Regions from separate parts of the Sus scrofa genome. Here region 2 is linked to region 1. Evidence: chromatin contacts called from public promoter capture Hi-C data. All regions are on one chromosome and are shown on one strand. The core of a region is the stretch at or near the end of the contact, and the rest is flanking DNA. Distances in the headings are between cores, read along the strand shown.

Region 1 (3,118 bases), core at 330-2,829:
TGTGTGTCATGTTTTTTAGATTCCACATACAAGGGATATAGTAATTGTCTCATTTTTAAATGGGGGAATATACTAACCAAACTTGTGAGTTATTGGAAGGAGTATCTAAAATGTTTGCCCTGGCAAAGAGTAAGCCTCCGTGAATAGAAGCTACTACTATGATTATCATTTAATAAGTGTGTGGGAGTCACTGGCAACCCGGGAAATGGCAAAGAGCTTTCTGCCAAGAGGAAAGAGAACTGGCCTGCAACACAGCTGGATGCCAGACCTTGGGCAACTCACTTCCTGTCTCTGGGCCTATCATACCCCCTTCCCTCTGTGAAATAGGACTGGTCTAGGAAACTTTTTTTGGGGGGGGGTGCTTTTTTGGGGGTCACACACATAGACGTTCCCAGGCCGAGGGTCAAATCGGAGCTACAGCTGCCCACCTACACCACAGCCACAACAACACGGGATCCTTGACCCACTGTGCGATGCCCGGGATCAAACCTATGCCCCCATGGATACTAGTCGGGTTTGTTTCTGCTGAGCCACGATGGGAACTCCTGAGCAACCCTTTAAATTAGTGTTATTCATTTATTTCTTATATACCTAATGCTATGCTTATTTATTTACTCCCCTCAGCAACCCTGTGAAGTGAGTTAAAAATTCCATTTACATGCTAGCAGCCAGCAGCAGAAGTAGGGCGAGAGCCTAGGCCAGTTTGACACCTTACACTGCCACCCTTCACAGTGAGCTTTCTGTGAATAATGGATCATTTATGTCCCATTCTCACTGCAGGACCTTGGGCTAGTTCTCATCTCTTTCCAGGCCTGCGTTTCCCTGCTTATCTAATGATGATTTGGAGTAGAATGCGCTTGGGGAGGTGATGGTAATACCTACCTATCTCATAGGAGAGGACTGAGCATAGCAAGAGTATACCACAGTATCTGACACGTCGTTAAGTGCTCAAGAAAACTTTATTATAACTGTTATGAACCAGTCATTTCAGCTATCAAAGTTTGTGGTTTTGGAGTTCCTGTGATCTTTTCTGTGCCAACTCCTCTTGGAGTTCCCGACGTGGTGCAGCGGAAACAAATCCGACTAGGAACCATGAGGATGTGGGTTCGACCCCTGGTCTCGCTCAATGGGTTAAGGATCCGCGTTGCTGTGAGCTGAGGGGTTAGGTCACATACGGGGCTCAGAAACTGCGTTGCTGTGGCTGTGGCGCATGCAGGCAGCTGTAGCTCCGAATCAACCCCTAGCCTGGGAACTTCCATATGCTGCGGGTGCGGCCCTAAAAAGCAAAAGCAAACCAAAAAAAAATTGTGTTTTTTTTTCTCATTGTGGCTCTGTGCGATCCTGCACAAACGTCTTAACTCCAGGCCTCAGTCTCCCATCTGCAGTCGGGCGGGTTCCAGAAGGACACGCACTCTCCCAGATTTGAGATTTTCAGTCCCAGGGCCGCCTCCAAACCCCTGGGGGAGGGCCGTAGGCTGCCGCCTCTCTGTGATTGGTGGAACTTCCAGAGACCGCGCCTCCTAGGGCCGCGCCCAGGCCGTCACAGGCGGGCCTCCCGGATTATGCAAAATGTCGTCGCCCCGCCCCGCGCCCGGATTGGAGGCCTTTGTTTGCCGCTCAACTCCAGGAAACCACCCGCGCGCCGCGGCGGCCGGCAGGTGAGACTCGGGGAGGGGCTCGCGGTGGGTCTGGGGCGGGTCCTGGCCCCTCGCTGGGTCTCAGTTTCTCCGTCGGGGGAATGGGGAGGAGAGTGGACAGCGTGGATGAGCTCGGAACCACAGGGACCGAGCTGCTTTCGGTCTCTCCCACGTGGAAACCCCTGCGCACAGGAAGGAGACGGATCACGGCTCCGGGAATGAGAGGGAACCCTGGACTAGCTATCAGGGTCCGATTCCAAACCCCGCCGTCTTTGAGGCCACCCTCAAGCCTCAGTCTCCACCTCCGCGCAATGGGGGCGTAGACCTTTTTTCTCCCTCTCTCTCTTCCAGCTGTGGCTGGGCACAGGGAGGGGAGGGGTCCCCAGGGAATCCGGGGGTGGTCCTTGGCGGGGCCTCAGGCAGTGTTTGGGTTGGAGGTGTGGCCCGGGTAGCTGTGGTTACGGGAGAGGTGGGACTTCTCTGCCCTGGGATTTGTGTGATATTCGTTCACCCGGCAACAACCTGCGCAGCCTGACAACTCGGAGCCACACGTCCTCCCCGGACGCCTAACGCAAGTTTCTTTTCCTCTTTTTGGCAGGGGTAGGGAGGTAGGGCAGGGGCCAGCGCGAGGGTGGGCAGCTCCGGCAGTGGTAGGAACTGAACCGGACTGCAGGAATAAGGCCAGCCTCTCTCGATACACAGATGGCGATACTGAGGCTCAAAGCGAGGCTGAGACTTGCCCAAGGGCGCACGGCGGGGCGGGCACAGAGCTGGCTTCTCCCCAGTGTGAAGGGTCTGGCACTCGCAGAACCAGAGGCTTTTTGCTGCGCCACCTTGGACAAGACTCTTCCCTGCTCCTTCCCCTGGCTTCTTTTGGGGGAAACAAACAAACAAAAAAACAGGTTGGAGTGGGTCATTATCTGCGTTTCTAAAGCTTCTTCTAGGTAAGAAAGTTGGAAAGCAAAGTTACTGATAACGAATCCGGGCTATTTGGGAGCTGAGAAGAGAAGCTGAGAGAGGCCACAGTAAAAAGAGACATTGTTCCTGTCCTCTAGATGGGAAGGAGAAGAAAAGATTAAAACTGAAGCATGAAGGACTGAGGTTAGATACATATAGGGACTTCCAAAGAGACATTTCCAGGCACCTTCTTTGGAGTTGATAGATTTTATTTTTTGCATGTTGGTTTTGTTCTGTCAAGAAAGAGAATTTCTGCCTATCCATTTGAGGGGGCCTAAGTCTGGCTTACTTACCAAAAGGGGATGGACACCATGGTCTTTGGGGGACTATTTGGTTTATTCCCAAAGGCAGTCTCAGTTCTTCAGAAAGAAGGAGAAAGTGCCCACGTGAGACCTTTGCTTCCCAAAGTCCGGTGGTTTGCATTTGAAACATGTGATTGGGTTGTTTCTTGCAAGGGGGTTTCATCAGCTCCCATCAGCCTGTGGAGTCCACCAGAAACGCCAGGGTTTCCAGAGAGACTGGGA
Region 2 (2,925 bases), core at 317-2,816, 520 kb before region 1:
TAACCATCTCTTTGCTGTAGTCCGTATTTGGGCCGAGGTTCACGTGGGAGAGAGCTGTGAGGAGGTCACTGCGGCAGTCCAGGTCAAAGGTGATGGAGCCTCCGGTTCTCAGCAGTGTTTAAAAAGTAAAATCCATAGCACATGGGGTCTCAGAGAGCCTCTCCCTGTCCACACTCCTAGTTCTGAGCTGTCCTCAATTCCTATGGGGGGCTTTTCCTCGTCATTTCAGTTAAGCCAGCCTAATCAGGGCTGTGGGGAGCTGGGGAAAAGGCCCCAGGAGCTCAGGATCGCGGATGGCTGCAGGGGCCCAGGTACACACGGTACAACCTGTCAGAATTTGGGCAGAACGGGCTGGAGAATCAGGGCTCCCTCAAGGTTACTGTGGCCAACATAAGGGCTGTGACAATGCCGGGGAAGGCTGCAGCTGGTCACCAAGGGTGACAATGGTACAGCCTTGCCTGAAAGGCTTTGCACCCTCTGAGACAGGTGAGAGCGCTGAAGGTGTTCAGGCCAGGAGTGACATAACCAGGGCGGCCCTTTAGAAAGCTCAATGCTGTACAGAAAGGCATCTGCCCGTCTGCCTACCTGGTCCACAGGGTGCATCTTGCCAGATTTGGGCTGGTGTGGGTTATTTGCAGCCAGCAGAGGGCTTACCCCCTTGTCCTCCTCCCTCCCCAGAGAGCCCGGCAAAGGAATTTAGAGCTTGGAAGGGAAGCAGGGAAAAGCTGTCCTCTTGAGAATCGCTCCAATCCCACCAAGACTGGAAAATAGATTTTAATATGTTACAGAAATAACACATACACACACATACTCAAAATAAGTAGCTCCCACATGAGCCCCGTGTATTTGCAGTTCCAGGTTAACCGGCTGGACTTTGAGGCAGTGAGATGACTTCTCCAAGTCCACAGGCCTGGAAGTGCCAGAGCTGGGACTGACACCAGGGCTGCTGACCCCTCCTTGGGCTTCGGTGCCTTGAGGAACACTCACCCCGTGTCTACTCCTGAAGCCACTCTTCCACTCAGCACACATGCAACACCTCTGTTTGCTGGTTCTCTCACAAAGCTTAGCTTGCGAGCACATGTGATCATAAGGACAGCTTTACAACAATTTCAATGTCAGTGTCATAATGCTGGTTTTAAACCTTCTTAAGTTTGTTTTGTTCTTTATTTTAACCATCTACTTTCACAGGTTCTTTTTCAGAAGTTTAAAATTTTGCACGTATGTACATGTACATTTATGTTCAGTTTGGGTTCATTTCTACAGCATTTTGTAAGAATTAAAATAAACGTTTAAGCACATGGTTTTAAAAAAAAATACTTTCTCAACACAAGTAATCATGTTTGTAGTCAGAACTGAGCTTAAAAATCAAGTTTTCCAATTCCTGAATGATCTGGGTCTAGTTACTTAATTTTTCTGAGCATTCCTAAAAGTGAGAATCAGAGGATCTATACTAATGAGAATTTGCGACGATTTTAAAAAGAAAATGGGCAGCGCTTGGCCAGGAGAAAACTCCCAGACTGGTCTTTCCCTTGAACCAGCAGATGGCAGCCTCCCCCAGCTTTAGGAGAGCACATTCTTGCATGAGGTCAATGGGGCTCCCAGGCTCACAGACACTTGGGGGAAAACACCTTCTCCACCGCCACTCTAATTCCTCTTTCAAGGATGGGCTCACGCCCAGCCCAGGGCAGCAGGGCATATGCCAGGCGCCTTTTCTGTTCTTACCTCCCCCTTGCTACACAAAACCTCTGGTCCACAACCACAAACCCTCTTGTTTATGACCTCTCGCAAAGGTACACTGTGGGGAAGGTGGGGAGACAGGCAGTAGGGACAGGGAGGGAGGGCTTCCGGCTTGTAAGTCCAATCCCCACTCAGATTCTCCAAGGACACCGGGCGAGGACCTCCCCGCTTCTCTAGCAGGTGTAATGGCTTCACTGGATCGCTGCCCATCACCAATTCACTTTTATGTACTAATACCCGATGGCTGGTTGTGAAGGCTAAGCTCACGTTTTCTACTGTCCTATGCTCGTCCCCTTGGCTTGTCCCTGGCCCCACAGTGACAAGACTTCTGTCCTCCTTCCCCACAGCTTCACTCTGCAGACAAGGTAAAGCAAGTCTAGAAATGGGGGCTGGTTCCTGCCACCCTTAGTTGTTTGGTTTTACTTTCTCTTCACCTCTAAAGCATGGTTCAGAGAGTGATCCCTCCAGATTATCCGGAGCAGCTTGGACAGCACTGAAAATGAAGCCAAAGACCCTCTGTCAGCAGGGCTTGCGTCCCAGAGCCATCCTCCCGAAATGCTGAGTCATGTCCTCTCATTCTGCCAGTTAAAACCTTCCAAAGCCGGACTCTGGCTCAGAGTTAAGGCCCAAGGTGCAGGGGTCTTCGAAGCCCTGAGTGATCTGTGCCTGAAGGCTTCCCCAGTGGAACCAACGTGCCACCCCTCTCTCACCACACTCCCTGATGGCTCACGTTCTTCAGATGTTTTCCCAAGGTCACCTTCTCAACGAGTCTTTCGCTCAGTTCCTACATAAACCCACACCTGCACACTCAGACACGCAAAAACAAACGCACATACACCGCGCCCCCCTTCCCCAGGACTCTTCTTTATTTTTCCCTGTAGCACATATTTCCATGGGACACACTCCAGGTTTACTTAATTACCTGTATGTTTTCTAGAAATCTAGCTCCATGACAACAGGGACTTTGTGGGTGCTTCCTCTCTGCTGCACCTCCAGCACCCAGCAGCACCTGTTGTGTTGTTTCTGTCAGTGCATGTTAAATGGAACAGGTGACCAGACCTGGGGGAGAGGTGATCGGTCCCTACTGGCCTCACCTTATCTTTCTACTCAACTCACTGAGTGCTGAATCTGTTCCCAGATCAGCATTTTAAGTGGAAACAAACTCAGAGATGAAGTGACCTTCCTCAG

The links. Promoter capture Hi-C pulls out the DNA fragments that hold promoters and counts their contacts.
Region 2: a promoter capture Hi-C map of fetal liver shows a contact between it and region 1, with 2.3 times the contacts expected there. The contact joins the enhancer-like site here to the promoter of AKNA in region 1. A contact is called at or near these places in 2 of 5 promoter capture datasets (fetal liver and liver), 20 of 47 Hi-C or Micro-C datasets (adipose tissue, alveolar macrophages, brain and 12 more) and 1 of 2 datasets of contacts at active chromatin or transcription factors (alveolar macrophages).

The regions. Positions count from the first base shown.
Region 1 is chr1:255,002,914-255,006,031 of Sscrofa11.1, reverse strand. It overlaps AKNA (AT-hook-containing transcription factor), which reads left to right and starts at 1,579. Exons shown (of 22, transcript XM_003480581.4): 1 at 1,579-1,658.
Region 2 is chr1:255,526,947-255,529,871 of Sscrofa11.1, reverse strand. No RefSeq gene overlaps it. Among named protein-coding and RNA genes, the nearest start is that of TNFSF8, 69 kb to the right of the region's middle. Within about 2 kb of position 1,566, at least 13 of the 83 cell types and tissues checked have an H3K27ac peak or open chromatin away from gene starts, as enhancers often do. A contact at or near this core is called in adipose tissue, alveolar macrophages, fetal liver and 1 more, where this site is marked.